Linked DNA regions of Gossypium hirsutum: region 2 is linked to region 1. A link is a contact called in public Hi-C data. All regions are on one chromosome and are shown on one strand. The core of a region is the stretch at or near the end of the contact, and the rest is flanking DNA. Distances in the headings are between cores, read along the strand shown. Region 1 holds the start of LOC107910670. Region 2 holds the start of LOC107910752 (2,3-bisphosphoglycerate-independent phosphoglycerate mutase).

Region 1 (4,479 bases), core at 951-3,450:
AATGTAAACATCTAAAATCTTGAATAATACTAAAAATTACAATATGGGTCAGGTAGCCCTAAGTATCGAGATTCCGAAAATATAAAAATGACAAGAAAAGAGGACTAAATTGACTAACCAATTGAAATTTGAAAGTTTGGAGCCCTTGGTGTCGTCAGCCACTTTGTTTCTTTCTCTTTTTTTTTTCTTTAATTTGCATGCAATTGTTTCATCTTTCTTTCCACTTTCTTTCATTTATTTATTATGTTTTCATTTTATTATCTTTATTATTATCATTATTATTAAAGTTACTTTAATATATAACATATACACATGCAAATTCATTAAACCATAACTGCCCACCATTTTAATAAATGGTAAATTTGCTAATTTAGTCCCTTCTATTTCTTTCAATCTATAATTCAACTTTTAACCCTTACGTGATTTAGTCCCTGTACCTTAATAACTCCTAATTTCACGAAATTTACTAATCCAAAAATCAATTATTTATTAAGTTAGCCTCGTAAATATTTAATAAAAATATTTATGGGTTTGGTTTACGAAAATAGAGTCCCAAAAATAGGTTTTTCGACACCCCTGACTATTAGGTCGTTACAGAAACACTCCTCCCCCAACTTCAAATCTTCCAACCGCTTACTACATTCTTGAAACTTATCATTATCGCCCTCTATACCCGGTTCAAATATTAGTTGATATAACTTGGACATCATGCACTTGTGACCAACCCTGTATTTGGCCCTGCACCAATAGCAAAGTCATTTCTTTATTATGTCTTCAATCTCAGCAGAAGATAATGACTTAGGTATTCCACGAGGCTATCCTTTAATATTGGGTGAACCCGCTAGTGTAGCCCCCCATTCGATGGTTAAGGGTATCTAGGCCCTTTCTAACCAGTGAAGTTCAAAACAGATTGGGGTGTAAGCTTGAAATGAGCACCCCACCCCACCAACAACCTTCGTTTGGATGAGCCATTGAGGATGGCTTCCACCTATCTAGCAGTCAAAAACCTTTCCATCAAGGTGGTAGGTTTTAAAAGCTCTAGGCATTGCCCCACATCAGCCTTCAAATTAGTGATGAATATACTAACAACGTATTGTTTAGGTAACTGCAACTGATTTAACAAACTAATGAAAGAATTATAGTATTGATCGACTGAACCTACATGTTTAAGGGAGAGTTATTCTTTCATAGGATCCTAGACAGTTTGAGATCCAAACTTGTCCTTGGGACTCTGCGTATATGACTCCAATTCAACATGTGGAACCCCCTTGCCTTTGAGCATAAAAATGATGTCAATCGAAAGCCCTTCCCTCTAAATACAACATGACCATCCTTACTCTAGCATTCACAAGAATCTTCTTAGCCAAAAAGTACTATTCTAGTTTTGCCTACCAACCTCTAAAATTTGTACCGTCAAAATGAGGGTAATCCAATTTAGGGGGTTTAGTATTGACCTTGACAACACCAGACTTTTGGATTGGAAACAAGGAATCCTTAGGAGGGAATCTTGGTAGAGGCTCACTCAACACTCCTATCCCTTTGTTAGACAGTAAAAGTTTTCCCAAATATTGCTCAAATATACCATGAACTTGACCTTGAAGCTCAGCCTTCAACTCACCGCGAAAATCCTCCTTTAGTTCTTTGAACCTATCCCTAATACGACTATCCAATTTGTCTCCAATACGACTATCCAGTTGAGAGGGTTCGGATTGAAGCTTAGTGACTTCTTGTTGCAGATAAGTAACCTCCTTTTGCAGACAAGTGAAAATTCCATCTCCGACCATGAGAATTGACTTGCTCTGATTCTTTTGTTAGGAGATTGTTTCCAGGAAAACCAAGAGAACAGAAAACATAAAGAAAGAGCAGAGAAAAAAAATAAAATTTTCATTATAGCCAAAAACATCCCTTCCTTCTTTCCCCGATTCAATTATAACGAAGAAGAAGGATTGCAACATGGAAAGAAAACAAAGGCAATTACAATTGGAACAAAACACATCGTTTAACAAAGACGAATCAAAACTATTCATTTCATTAAAAACCCTTTTCCCCAAAACACTATGTAGAACATTAAACACAAAACATAACAGAATAATATAATTTAAAAACTTATTAAAGTACCCAACTCTATTATCAAAATATCTAACAGTTAATTTTTATCTTATTAAATTAAATGGCCATTTCAACGAAGCGGTCTAAGAAAGAGGCGACCCAAGAAAACCGGTTAAGAGAGGTTGCATATTAAAAATTAATTATCGTTTGCAGTAATACGGTTCCCTTATTTTCTTCTACATATCTCTCTTATCTATTTTCACATACCGCTCCAACCCGATTCGGCTCCGAAATGGACTCTGAGTCTGTAAGTTCCGCGAATCCCTCACGCTTGCCTCTGAGCGTTTAGAAAGAAACTTTTCGGGAAAATAACATAAGAGAAAACAAAAAAAAACTGAATCCATCCATTTCTAGGGCTTTAATTGAATGTATTCATCTATATATTTAAAATTTAAATATTAATTGGACGTTATTTTTTCTTTTTCTTTTTGTTTTTCATATCTAGTTTTGAAGGATTCGCGATTGTAAATGCTGCTTAGGGTTCTTGAAGAATTGCTGCTTTGAAATATATATATTTCGATTTGGAACGGGTTTTCCTGGGTTGGTTTTTTAATGTTGGAACCTTTTCTTTTTGGAGGAGGTAGCTTGATTGGGGGGGTTGATTTTAGGGTTTTTAGCCATTGATTTGTAAAACGGGAAAGATAGGTTTGGGTTAGAGGATAATGTGTATACTGTGTGTGATTCAGAAGTGGTCTCGCCGGGTTGCTACGATGCTGCCTTGGTTAGTTATACCTCTCATAGGTTTATGGGCTCTTTCTCAGCTATTGCCACCTGATTTTCGATTTGAGATCACGTCCCCAAGGCTGGCTTGCGTTTTTGTGCTTTTGGCAACTCTGTTTTGGTATGAGATTTTAATTCCCCGGCTATCTGCTTGGAGGGTTAGAAGGAATGCACGCCTCAGGGAGAGGAAGAGGTTTGAGGCTATAGAACTGCAGAAGCTTCGTAAAACTGCGACACGAAGGTGCCGGAACTGCCTGACTCCATATAGGGATCAGAAACCTGGTGGTGGTCGGTTTATGTGCTCTTATTGTGGCCATATTTCAAAGAGACCTGTTTTGGACTTGCCAGGTCCACCTGGTCTGGGTATTTCAAATTCTGGGATCATTAAGGATCTTGTTGGAAAAAGTGGTAAAATCTTGAATGGAAAAGGATGGTCGGAGAATGGGTGGATGTGTGGGCAGGATTGGTTAGAGAATGGCAACTGGGTCTCTGGGTCCGTTGGAGGGAAGCCTAGCTATTGGTGGAAGAATGGCACAGGTGACTTTGGAGGAGATGAAGATTGTTTGGCGAAGAAATCTTATTCAGGAATTGTTATTTTTGCATGCAGACTGTTAACGTCCTTCTGGAGCATTAGGTGGCTTTTGAGAAGGATTTTTGGGGTTAGTTCATCGAATTATGATGCTTCATCTGATGCAGACCACAGGGGCATGTTGACTAAGAGGGGTGAGAGTGGGACAAGCTTTCATGAGAGCAGAGGAGAAAAAACACGCAGAAAAGCTGAAGAAAAGAGACAGGCTAGGTTAGAAAAAGAGCTTTTGGAGCAAGAAGAGAGAAAGCAAAGAGAGGAGGTTGCAAGATTGGTGGAAGAAAGGAGGAGACTGAGGGATGAAAAATTGGAGGCTGAAAGAGATCGCAGCAAATTATCACCATCTGCAAAGGAGAAAGAGATAAAAAGGGAAGCTGAAAATAAGTCTAAAGAGAGAAGGAAAGAGAAAGATAAAGCATTTAGTAAGAGCCACACTGATGCAGAAGAGCTTGAAAAGAGAGCTGTTAAGGAAGCTGAACTGAAGCGTGACTTTGATAAGAAGTGTGAGATTGATTTCCGGGAACATCTGAGGTCTGGGTCTGATAATCTAAAGGGCAATGCTCTAGAAACAGGACATGTAATTAAAAGTACTCCTGCAATTAATTTTAGCCGGGGAAATGGTGGAACTAGATACCTTGACCGTATGAGGGGTACATTTTTGTCATCCTCTAAAGCTTTTACGGGAAGTAGTTTCTTTGGAAAGAATACTAATATTCCTGCTATTGCAAAAGAAAACAAAACTAATAATCCTGTAGACCATGCCCATACTTCAGCCGATAGGAGAGATTTCTGTCCATCTGAACGAGTAGCTGGGAAGTTGAGTATGGATGGAGATGATAAGAATGTTAAAAACAACCACTCTGTAAGTTATTTGGCCCTGTTATTTGAGTTCATTATTTAGTAAATTAGTAAAATTCTTACCTCTCTGTATGATAATGAAAATACGGGCATTTTCTTTTGAAATGATCCCAAATGCTAAGTGACTACAAAGTAGAATACCACTATGGCTGTATTAAGAGCAACCATCAGCCAGCTGGTTCCAGTGCTAAATGAAATTTTCAAGC
Region 2 (4,479 bases), core at 1,466-3,965, 310 kb after region 1:
AGCCGACAATCATTAAAAGCCGTACGAAACGCCTCTATTTTTTTCCTCTCTTGGCACCTCACCCTTTTTTTTCAAACAAGTACAGGATTTCATTGAAATCCCTACAAACAAGCCATGGAAAATTTTGGGTTTGCCCCAATCTTCGAAGTAAATTCCAAGTGCTAGTTCTATCTTTAGCAAAAGGTGCCCCATAAAACCTAGTAAAACGCCATTCTTGATCAATTCAGTTTTCCTTGATAATAGCATCAATGTGATTAATAGAATAATTCATTATTGTAATAGTAACATCATCCTTCTATGCCAAAGAGAGTCCACCTCGTGATCCCTCAGGCTCTACCTCGAAATCATTGATAAAACCATAACTTCTTCTTACCCTTTCCATACGCCTTCTATTAATTTTTGTCTCCATGAAGAAGACCATTTGAGAATTGTGTTGCTTCAGTAAAAATCGAAGCCTTCTTTTTGCCTGTGGACTCCCCAATCCACGAACATTCCAACTTAAAGTTTTCATTGAGCTCGGCCGGCTTGCCTAAAGGCAGTCGTCAGTCCTAATTGAGAAGAAGCAACCAATTGCTCCGAGGTCACTTTCGTTGGTGAAAGATCAATGCTTTCCATATCAAGTCTTCCTCTTTTGCTACTATTAGCACAAAGTGAAGAATACTCATTATCCCTTCCCTCATCTAGCCCATACTTTCTCTTTCCCGTCACATTCTCCATTTTAGCATTTTTATCCATTGCATTCCTCACCAGTCTCCTCTAGCCCAACTGTTTGGATATTTTGGGCTTTTCTTCCATTATCCTATCCAACCCATTTGGATTTCCATCTTTCATTCTAATCAAATTTGGCAGAACCACTTTCGGTGGGCTAGACTTCTCCCCTTGGTACCTTACCACCGAAATCTCATCGGTCATAACCTCCGACTGCAGCTCCATTCTCATACTAGCACCCTCTTTCACCCTAGTATTTGAGTATTGTTTCATGGCTTTTTTTTTGCAAAAAAAACCAAATTGCATACATTCTTTACCCAATATATTGGAATCAGTGCGTAACGCAACTGAATAAGGTAGATCGCCTTCAGACTGTTCTCTTCTTGAATTTTTTAAACATGACCCACACAACCACATCCAAAGTAGAAAATCGGTAAATTTTCATATTTAAAGTGTAATGAAACTCTCTCCTAATTTCCCACCGAGATAAAAATTCCCCTTCGCAGTGGTTTCTGAATATCCAATTGGACTTTCAATCGGCAATCATCCCCTTTTATCTCCGATTGAAGCACCCCTCCAAAGGTAGAACCTATAGCATGCATTAAATCTTTCTTTTTCTACTCAGGCGGACATAAACCTATATTAAGCCAGAACAGATAGAGAACCAATTTAATTTTACTCCTTTCTATGGCTTCCTTCAGTTTTTCAAAGATAATCAACTGCTTTCGAAATAACCAAGGCCTCCTTTCCAAAATCATCTCCAAATCATCCTCATCTTCAAACGAGATTTGAAATAAATTTTGCCCTGCCACTTGGATCTCTAAATTTTTCTTTTTTTTTTTCCATATACTCTTCATTTGTGCCCTAAAACTATCTAGATTATATGATCTTTGTCTCCACACTGAACATAGCAGCATCGATTTTCCAGTCGGAACAACCAGCGAACTTTTAACATTTAGTTGAACAAGTTTGTCTGCTAAGAGGGAGATTTATCCCTCACCATTGTTGACAAAATCACCACCCTACTCTTACCCAACTACAGTAAGCATTGTTTGTCTGGGACACTAAGAGAGAACACTCATAATTTTTAGGCTGTGTACCTTTTTTATTCTACAAATAATCTTAAAAAGTTGTGATATGTCTCTTTTTGTTAAACATTTATTTATTTTTAATATTGTAGAGACACTTGTCAACTCCTAATCCTACTTATAAATCTAAAAACTCTATTACCATTTTATCAAATATTTTTCAATTATAATTATTCAAATGAAAAATGTATTGAATATTACAATATTCAAATTCCAATAATGATAAAATATGTCATAAATCTATATATTATTCAAAAATTTAGATCTAGCTGTTAACATTGTTAAATTTAAATTCATTTTTATTTATATAATTTTCAAATAAATATTTTTAATTTTTATTTACATAATTTTCAAATAAATATGTTTTAATTTTAAAAATAAAGTAATTAAATTCTTAAAAAACTAAATTTTAAATTAGTGAAGAGTAGAGGTGCTCATGGGCCGGGCCCATAAAAAATTTTGGCCCGGGCCCGGCCCGAAATATGGGCCTAAAATTTTTCCCAGGCCCGGCCCGGGAAAAAATCATAAGCCCGGGCCCAGCCCAGCCCAGCCCATTTTTTAATAAATACCAAAAATTTATTTTAAAAATCAAAAAAAGTATTTTAAAAATATTTTAAAATTAAAAAAATTTAAAAAATAAATATATATTTATTATATAGGGCTGGGCCGAGCTGGGCCCGGGCCAAAAAAATGGTGCTCGAGTCCCGGCCCGTTTTCTAAACGGGTCTCATTTTTTTGCCAAATATTATATTTCGAGTCTATATTTTTATCCAAACCCTCTAATATTTCGAGTGGGCCGTCGGGCTGGGCCGGGCCGCCTGGCCATGAGCACTGAAAAGATTTATGGCAAGTATTAACCTGTGGATAATGACCGATGAAAAGTATATTCGAGATTTTAAACTTGGGAGATGCTTAGGTGTAGGTTAGGTAAGTGAAAAGGGATGATCACGTGGTGATGCACTCACCCACGGGTTCGCTACGCACTCAGTCTTCACGCCATCTGTTTTATATATATTGTTGTTATTATTTAAGTCAAAACCTGAAAGCTGCAACGCTTCGCCATTCACTCCGTTCACCCTTTTTTTTTTCATTTTGCCTGATTTTTCGAGTTTTAGATTTCTTATATAATCAACTACCTAATCCTCTCGCTCTCTCAACCACAAGCTAACTAGCAAACACCCACACATACTAACATCTATGGGGAGTTCAGGGCAGCAAGTCTCCTGGAAATTGGCGGATCACCCAACACTTCCAAAGGGGAAGACCCTTGCTCTCATCGTTCTCGATGGCTGGGGCGAGTACAAACCCGATGAGTACAATTGCATTCATGTTGCTCAAACTCCCACCATGGATTCTCTCAAACAGGTTCCTTTGCTTTATATTTCTGTTTTTAAGAAGTTTAACTTAGATCAGGAGTTTTTTTCCGAAAGCCTTTGATGTGGGTAATCGATTCCATGCTGTTATTTGTTATGGATCTCGTTTGTTCTAAGCAAATGAAAGTTTCTTCTTCTTTTTTTTTGTGCCTTTACTAATTAGATGTTAATCTTCATGCTTGATTTTTGCTTCTATCATTTGTTCATTTATAAAAAGTTAGTTCTGCAACAGATCTGGTGTTAGTTTCGTTTTCTTCAAACTGCTAGGTTTAGATTCGTCTCTCTATGAGAAACAAAGACTTGACTGTTCCATTTGGATAACTAATAGTACATAGATACTTCAGTAAAAATGATGAGTGAGTTAGGGTAATATAGTATATATTAGCTTCATTCCACCCATACTAGGGATTATAAGTATGTTCCATTTGAGATATTTTGTTACATTCTTTTGTTTCATAGTAGGATTCCATTTCCATATATCAATATGTAAAGAGAGTAAGAGACTTAGTTTAATTGGAATTAATCTTGTTGATAGGGTGCCCCTGAAAAGTGGAGATTAATCAGAGCTCATGGTAAGGCTGTAGGGCTCCCCACAGAGGATGACATGGGAAACAGTGAAGTTGGTCACAATGCTCTCGGTGCAGGTCGCATTTTCGCTCAAGGGTAAGCTTCACTTCCTCCTTTAGAGCGACATTCTGTCTTGTGAACTAAATGCATTGCTATGCTTCTTTTTTTTTCTTACATTTCTTATCCATGTTATTCAAACTTCGGTGCAAGTGTAAAAATTGTTGATATATTCAAATTTTCCAAGTTTTTCCATCTGTTTGGGGAGTCCTTAAAGGGTAACATTCGGCATACCTATGCCTGAGTATGTGCCAAAACATGGTAACTAGCAAAATAAAGAGATGAAGCAAAATAGTTTTGTACTTCTTAGCTTTTGCAAGTGTCTTCTTTTTCTGGTATTCCATTTTCTTTCTTTTGAAGATGGACTTCTGGCAGGTTAACTGTGGTCCCAGTGTTCTAACCTGTTGATTCATTTATAACTCTAGGGCTAAGCTTGTTGATATTGCTCTTGCCTCTGGAAAAATCTATGAAGGAGAAGGATTCAAGTACATAAGCGAATGCTTTGAAAAGGGAACTTTGCACCTGATTGGATTACTTAGTGATGGTGGTGTCCATTCACGACTTGATCAATTGCAGGTAATTTTCGCCACTCAACCTCCTAGCTAATTCATTTCCATTCTGTTATTTATTTCTCTCTTTCTGCAGTTGTTGCTGAAGGGAGCTAGTGAGCGTGGTGCTAAAAGAAT

Evidence for each region. Hi-C and Micro-C count contacts between places; a contact is called where the count stands out from the background.
Region 2: a Hi-C map of leaf shows a contact between it and region 1, with 2.2 times the contacts expected there. The contact joins the promoter of LOC107910752 here to the promoter of LOC107910670 in region 1. A contact is called at or near these places in 7 of 34 Hi-C or Micro-C datasets (hypocotyl, leaf, petal and 1 more).

The regions. Positions count from the first base shown.
Region 1 is chrD02:29,432,164-29,436,642 of Gossypium_hirsutum_v2.1, forward strand. It overlaps LOC107910670, which reads left to right and starts at 2,201. Exons shown (of 4, transcript XM_016838610.2): 1 at 2,201-2,356; 2 at 2,555-4,277. The coding sequence starts at 2,772.
Region 2 is chrD02:29,740,724-29,745,202 of Gossypium_hirsutum_v2.1, forward strand. LOC107910752 (2,3-bisphosphoglycerate-independent phosphoglycerate mutase) reads left to right here and starts at 2,716. Exons shown (of 9, transcript XM_016838732.2): 1 at 2,716-3,161; 2 at 3,705-3,832; 3 at 4,219-4,369; 4 at 4,439-4,479. The coding sequence starts at 2,994.